2 separate regions of the Triticum aestivum genome follow, and region 2 is linked to region 1. A link is a contact called in public Hi-C data. All regions are on one chromosome and are shown on one strand. The core of a region is the stretch at or near the end of the contact, and the rest is flanking DNA. Distances in the headings are between cores, read along the strand shown. Region 1 holds the start of LOC123097930 (AT-hook motif nuclear-localized protein 29). Region 2 holds the start of LOC123097933 (tropinone reductase homolog At5g06060).

Region 1 (3,606 bases), core at 822-3,321:
TCGGCACCGTCACTAGGTTTTGCATGTGTTGCGAATAGCCACCTTCACTCGCTGTCGCCTGTGTGATCGGACCTAGCAGTCCGTCGCACGGTGTTCCTCCTGCACGCGCGCATACCGTTAGAGGCGGTGCACTTGCGCCGCTCCGATGAACCAGTATGTGGGATTCAACGATCGATTGTTCGAGTGAGATTGGGCGAGGAGGACACGAACCCCGCGGACGCGCTGCCCCAACTCTACTTCCGCTACACGGCACTGCGCGTCTGGTGGTAACGATCTGTGATCCATCTCCCGTTGTTTCTGGTTGATATGCGCGTAGGAAATTTTTTAATTTGCAGTCTATGCACCCTAGCGTAGAACCCAACAGCTTTGGCAAGCAGTTGCTGCAAGTGGTCAATGGCAATGACAATGAGCAAAGGGGAAAGAGGGTCACCCTGACGCAACCCCTTACCGAGTTAAACATTTCAAGGTCGGATAGATGGATCCCGGTCCATTTTTCACCTGGTTATATTCAAAAAGTTATAGTCGAATTTAAAAGTTAGAAAGAAAGTGTGCAATTTGGTATATGTACACAATGCGAAATAAATTGAGCGCCTATATATTTTGGGTTCAAAATATTGTCAGATGTGATTTGTAACCTGACTTCGGTAACCTAGCCAGAGGTGTTGTTAAGCCGTCTCCCACTCTTGAAACCCTATGCACCACAACGCCACCGCTCCTGCCAACGAGGTCATGGATCCCCTCCTCCTCCGCATTTTGCTATGTCAACAGGAGAGAGTGGGGCCTCGGATTTGCGCTGCGGCACTATAGTTGGATTTCTTAGGATTGGAATTTCGTTCCCCAACACCAATGTTGTGGTGGTGATGGTGGCATCATGCGGTTCAAGGATAAGGTTCCCGACTCCTGGTGCATCTAGCCGACGCGGTCTCATCGGTGTCGTAGAGGGTGGGAGGGGAATTTTCTGGTTGTTGTTCTTCAAGAGTGGTGGATCTGGTTGAGCCATATTATGTAGGTGGCCTTTGAGGGTGTCTTCTGGTGGAGTGGACGGTGTCATTTCTTGTATTGATCATGTGGCTCCTTCTCCGTCTGGCGACATTCGGACATTCGATTGTATTTCGGATGTCCAGACGTGAAGGTGGCCGCGTGCTGCCTGTTAGTGCAGGAGGAAGACGGCGTTGATTTCTTCGAGGATTGGCATGTAATTTTTAGTTTCTGTAATGACGGTCTGATAAGGAAGCGATTCAGTGCCCATATGCATATGCACATGGGCGTGAACAGTAATTGTTTAAAATAGCAATAAAATCCAAAAAAAACTGAAATTTGTTGGCATCCAACATGCTTGAACGTGTGATGTGCATGCAAAATTTTGTGACGTTTGAACATTCGATGCGGTCGTGGCAAAAAAGACAAAAATTGGTTGTGAAAGAAACTTTGAATAAGTACATTGTTTGGGCTCAATTTTGTCTTTCTTGCCTATAGATCCTCGAATGCCCAAACATCACGAAAATTTGCACCCTCCTTGCACACTCGATCACAGTCGATACCTAAAAAATTCTGAATTTTTTGAATTTTGTTACTATTTTATATGAAATTATTGTTCATCGGGTGTAGATGAGCCCGTGCTCATACTTGAATTACCGGTCTTATAAGGACTAGTCGATTCTAATATATGACGTTTGGTATTTTCACAAGAGAAGTGTGATTTTCAAATTGAGCACATGCATGTAAAGTCATATGTGTTGAACACATCCTCCAAACTAAAAAGCGGGAATCGACTATTTGCACGACATTATGGACTCCGTGGTCTTCGTCCATGGCATTCAAAAGGAGCACGTGGTTAAACAGCTCCGTGCTTCCAAAGGCCTCTCGGCGCGCAGCTGTTCCGTTTTCGTCCATTTGCACGACATTTTTTCAAAGCCCACCTGACCCGATCAGAAGGCCATGCCTCCCTCTCCTAAACACTGCTTAACGTGTGTACGCATGTGGCCACTGCCCACTGGGCCACGCGCTCACTAACTAACCGCGACGTACTACCAGTGCCGTTACATCTGCCCGTGCATATATACTGCCTCGGTACCCAGTCGGGAGCCAAGAGATGAGCCTCCCGTTTGATCGTAGCAGAGTGGTTTTGATTGTGCCAGTGCGACTACGACTGCTACCCCGCGCCCGCGCCGACGAGAGCAGAGAAGCGAAGCGAATTCTAGAAGGAGCCGTAAATAAATACTCCTCCTAGCCGGTGAGAGCAACGCCAACGCCCATAGTTCCGTCCCATACCACACAACCACTAGCTAGCAACCAGAGACTCACTGCCGCCGCCGCCGCCGCTGCTTGCATTGGAGGCGCTAGCCTAAGGCTGTGCCATCTTCGTTCTTCGACGACGACCGCGAAAATTGTAGGGCTGGCAGACTGGTGGCCGGCCGGCGCGGCGGCCGAAGCCCAAGCCGAGGAGATGGGGAGCATGGACGGCCACCCGCTCCAGGGCAACCACGCCTACGCCCACGTCCCTGCCGGCAGCAACAACGACGAGGACGACGCGTCGCCGCCGCCCTCGGCCGGCGGGGGGTCCTCGGGGTCGGGCCGCCGGCCGCGCGGCAGGCCCCCGGGGTCCAAGAACAAGCCCAAGCCGCCCGTGGTGGTGACGCGGGAGAGCCCCAACGCGATGCGCTCCCACGTGCTGGAGATCGCCAGCGGGGCCGACATCGTCGAGGCCATCGCGGCCTTCTCCCGCCGCAGGCAGCGCGGCGTCTCCGTCCTCAGCGGGAGCGGCGCCGTCACCAACGTCACGCTGCGCCAGCCCGCGGGGACCGGGGCGGCCGCCGTCGCCCTGCGGGGGCGGTTCGAAATACTCTCCCTGTCCGGCGCCTTCCTCCCGGCGCCGGCGCCGCCCGGGGCGACGGGGCTCGCCGTCTACCTCGCGGGCGGGCAGGGGCAGGTGGTCGGAGGCAGCGTGATGGGGGAGCTGCTCGCGTCGGGCCCCGTCATGGTGATCGCGGCCACGTTCGGCAACGCCACGTACGAGAGGCTGCCGCTGGATCAAGACGCCGAGGAGGGCGCTGTGCTGTCCGGGTCGGAGGGCGCCGCCACGCAGCTGGAGCAGCAGGGCAGCGGGGGCGCCGCCGTGCCCCCGCCGATGTACGCCGTGCCGCAGACGCCGCCCAGCGACATGTTCGGGCAGTGGGGGCAGGCGGCCGTGGCGCGGCCTCCGCCGACGTCATTCTAGCGCTGCACCGGCGAATCCTCGCGCGCGCGGTTCCTCTACCTAGCTAGTTTAGCTTTCTGCTTCTTCCCTAGTCGTTTGCCTAGCTTCCATTATCTTGTTAATTAATGTGCTATGTCATGCATGGGTACTTGTATGGTATATTTTTTCCCTTTTTTGTTTTCATTCCTCTTCCGTCTTTGAAGCTTGGGAATGTAAAATTCCTACAGGTATCAAGAACCCAACGAACAATGGTTGCTCGTCAATTAGCTTCTTAATTTCCAATGATCAATTGGTTTTCGCCTCCTAATTTCCAATGATCGATTCTTAGAGCATCTTCAGCCGTTGGCCCCCCAGGGGGCGCCTAAAATCACCGTCTGGGGTGACCCGGCGAAAAAAATGGGCCTGGGCGA
Region 2 (3,606 bases), core at 667-3,166, 650 kb before region 1:
TTTACAACGCACATATGTAACAAGCGACAAAACCATTTTGGTCGACTAGAGAAGCAAAGAACCTAAACGCTAGTTATTATCATCGGAAACAACGCGCTAGAAGGTAAGTGCTCACGCATTCACTGCTCAACACCGAATATGAGACCACTCCATCTAAGAAATGATGTCTATCCGGATAAACTTTGGGCCGCTGCTCCACCAGTCAGCTAACCTGCCCTGGATGGTACCTGTCTGAGTCAGCTGCTCAAGATTGGACCAGGCCGCCACCTACTTCCACACCTGCTTGGAGAAGCTACAATCCATCGCGACATACTCAGCTGATTTATTTTCCACCCTGCATTGGTTCAATCCACTTGTTTCTGTCAAGAGCACAGTGAACCTTGCTATTCTTGAATCTCACCCTACTACTATAGCAATGGCACAATCTCCACCACCACCTTCCCAGGAAGCGATCTAGATTCCAAGAACTTGGCTGTCTGGTCGTCTCCCAGGGTTACCAAAGTCGTGGCACTGAAGAGGGCCCGATTGAACGGCACCGTGTTGCCCGCCCAAGGTTTATCAAGATCCATCTATTCAGACCATCAAAGGAAAATATTGACCTATGAGATTTAGCAAACTTCTCCAACGAACCAAAAGTTAAACATCAGCTTTCGCACCTGTGGTAATAGTTGTACAGCCATCAACACATTTCATTCAACCTCGTGTTTACAAATTTTCAGATCTTGAATTCGACTGTTTTATGCAGAATTATTAAGATAAGAAACATCATTTCATTGGGAATGTCTGTCTGCAGCACGTTTTTGTGAAATCAACATATTCACTTCAATGAGAGAAAAGACACATCAACTCAAACACATGATGCTGAAAGTGAAGAAAGCTCCATAAATAAACACACAGACATGATTGATAGTGAGAGGTGGCCAGGTGAGAGTCAATGTACTCCCTCCGTTCCAAAATAGATGACCCAACTTTGTACTAAAGTTAGTACAAAGTTAGTACAAAGTTAGTACAAAGTTGAGTCATCTATTTTGGAACGGAGGGAGTAGCTCGCAAGCTACATCGGGCAATTGCACGGACCAGTGGGTTTAGTACTTGACTTTCCGAAGGGCTCCGTGTTTGGTTTGCCATGTTCCGTGCTTCATTTATCTCCACTAATACTGTTTCAGTTGTAGGATGGGGAATAGTTCATGGGCATTTTAGGGGGTGAATTTCAACTAGTACGTGTGTGTGTGCTTAACTGCAACTTACAGCAGGCTGGTATTTCCCAGAGAAAAAATCAATAATACAGTACTGCATTTCTGACGGGTAGGATCATACTAGGAACGAGAAAGAAGAGAAATGAAGATGCGATTGGTTCCAACTCACGAGGATGTTGAGCTTGCCGCCGAAGCGTTCGGCGACGTCGGCAATCAGGCGCTCCCGCTGCTCCCGGACGGAGAGGTCGCAGACGGAGGTTGTGACGCGGAAGCCCCTGGCCTCCCACTCCTTGAGGCGCTCGCCCAGCTCCGCCTCCTTCCGGGAGCAGGTGTGCACGGCCACCCCCAGCGCCGCAAGTTCCTCCACCACCGCACGCCTGCGCATCACACGAGCTCCTCAGGCCGGCCATCGAGGGGATCTCTCGGGGTTTGGGGCGCTGCTGGGGAAGAGAGAGAGGTGTCCGAGGGGTACCCGATCCCGCGGGTGCCGCCGGTGACGAGAGCCGTCTTCCCGTGAAGAGACCACCTTCCTGGAGCACCCGGCTGGCTCGACCCCGACGGCTCCGCCGCAGCCATCTGCCAACCACCCGCCGCTCTCTTCGGATTCTGTGCTTATCTGTTCGACGAACAGACGAGCGGAGATGTACTGGTAGACACTAGACAGTGATGTAGTGTGCGGTCGCTTCTCCTGGCGTACTTGTAGTATTAAGTGTTTTTTTTCGAGGGAAATGCCATAATGGCTGATGCACCCTATCACATACAGTACAATTAAAGAATTTGGAACAAGTTACGAAAACTGTAATCGAAAAAGAAAAGGAAAAAGTATATGATGTAGCAGCGGCAAAAACTATAAATTTGACCTATAGACGAAATGAATTCACAAAGTGAACTGTTCTTGAAAAAATTTCACTTCGCTGACTCTTTCGTGTAACGCCCGACAGCTAGGCGTCACACTATACTGTGCAGCGCCTGACTAACAGGCGCTACACGCCTACCCTATGTCACACCTCGGACTGGCTGAAAATTCCTAAGTCAATGTGCAACGCCTAAAAGCTAGGCGCTACACTATACGGTATAGATTGTGTATCGACGCACTACACGCAACGTACGGATCACCAAATCACGTGCATGCATGCCGTGTGCGTGCATGCGTGGCCACAGCCTCGTAGGGCCTACAGCAACATACTGCATGCATGAGTGTCGTGTGCTTGTTTGAATCGTTCGTGCTGCTAAATGCGAATCCTTTTAATTAACTGGATATATCAGTGTAGCGCCTAGGCGCTTAGGCGTTGCACATTAACTTAGAATTTTCAGACAATTCGAGGTTCGATGCTGGTTAGGTATGTAGCGTCTGTCAGTCAGGCGCTGCACAGTGTAGTGTGACGCCTTGCTATCGGGCGCTACATAAAAGGGTCAGCGGAGTTAAATTTTTTCAAGAACAGTTCATTTTGTGAATTCCTTTCGTCTACAGGTTAAATTTATAGTTTTTGCCTATAACAGCTACGTTTTCATCATTTCTTTATCTTTTGGCATGAAAAAAGGGAATGCAACGTGTTTGCTGTAACGGGAGGACTACACCGTCAATCGTGATGGCCAAGATTATCTCTACTACCTAATCTCTATCTCTACTGCCTAAAAAAAGATTTCCTCTCCCGTAAAAAACCGTTGCACTTCAATCATTCGTCCAGCCCTTCACTTCATCGGTTTTTGAAGGACACACTCCATCGATTTTTATTGGTCCACGCTTTATCCGTAAGGTAAGTTATCCCACTAGGCAAGTAGTGATTTAGGCTGTGTTTGGTTTCTCTCGGCTCGTTTAACTCTGCTCCGGGAGTGGACCAAACTTTAGCTTAATTTTATGGAGCTGCCAAAACCCAGCTCCCCAACTCCGCGGAGCGGGCAAGTTCCGAACAGGACCTTAATCACCTTAATTTTCATTCATTTTTTCACACTATCATTCAACCACCATAATTTACATTCCTTTCTTCACCCCATCATAAATCTCTTCTTTGGTAATCTCTTCTTTGTCAATCACGGTCCATAATACTCTCCTATTCAGAGGCGGTTTCAGGCCCCAGGCAGGCAGGGCCTTCGCCTGGGGTGTGCTGGAGAGATCCTTCGTTGACTGTAGCACAAATTGCACTGTAGATCACTATAGCACACTGTAGATAGAAGGCTTGCCTGGGACGTTGTGTGATGCTGGTTCCGCTACTGCTCCTATCTATAGGATCATCAGGAAGATCTCTCTTCTTTCCTCTCTACGCATCAATCCGATCCAGTGCAATTTTCCCTCGCTGTCATCGCCCCTATTCCATCAGGCGAGACAGCAGAGACCAGAGGAGCAGAACAGGGCAAGGAACGCACCAGTGGCTGATGACTCTTCCCAGTTGGGCCTAGGTGTGCGTGTGGG

Evidence for each region. Hi-C and Micro-C count contacts between places; a contact is called where the count stands out from the background.
Region 2: a Hi-C map of leaf shows a contact between it and region 1, with 4 times the contacts expected there. The contact joins the promoter of LOC123097933 here to the promoter of LOC123097930 in region 1. A contact is called at or near these places in 3 of 5 Hi-C or Micro-C datasets (all in leaf).

What each region holds. Positions count from the first base shown.
Region 1 is chr4D:362,144,880-362,148,485 of IWGSC CS RefSeq v2.1, reverse strand. It overlaps LOC123097930 (AT-hook motif nuclear-localized protein 29), which reads left to right and starts at 2,071. Exons shown (of 1, transcript XM_044519777.1): 1 at 2,071-3,478. The coding sequence starts at 2,447. The coding sequence ends at 3,217.
Region 2 is chr4D:362,794,835-362,798,440 of IWGSC CS RefSeq v2.1, reverse strand. LOC123097933 (tropinone reductase homolog At5g06060) reads right to left here and starts at 1,916. Exons shown (of 5, transcript XM_044519780.1): 1 at 1,669-1,916; 2 at 1,366-1,573. The coding sequence starts at 1,772.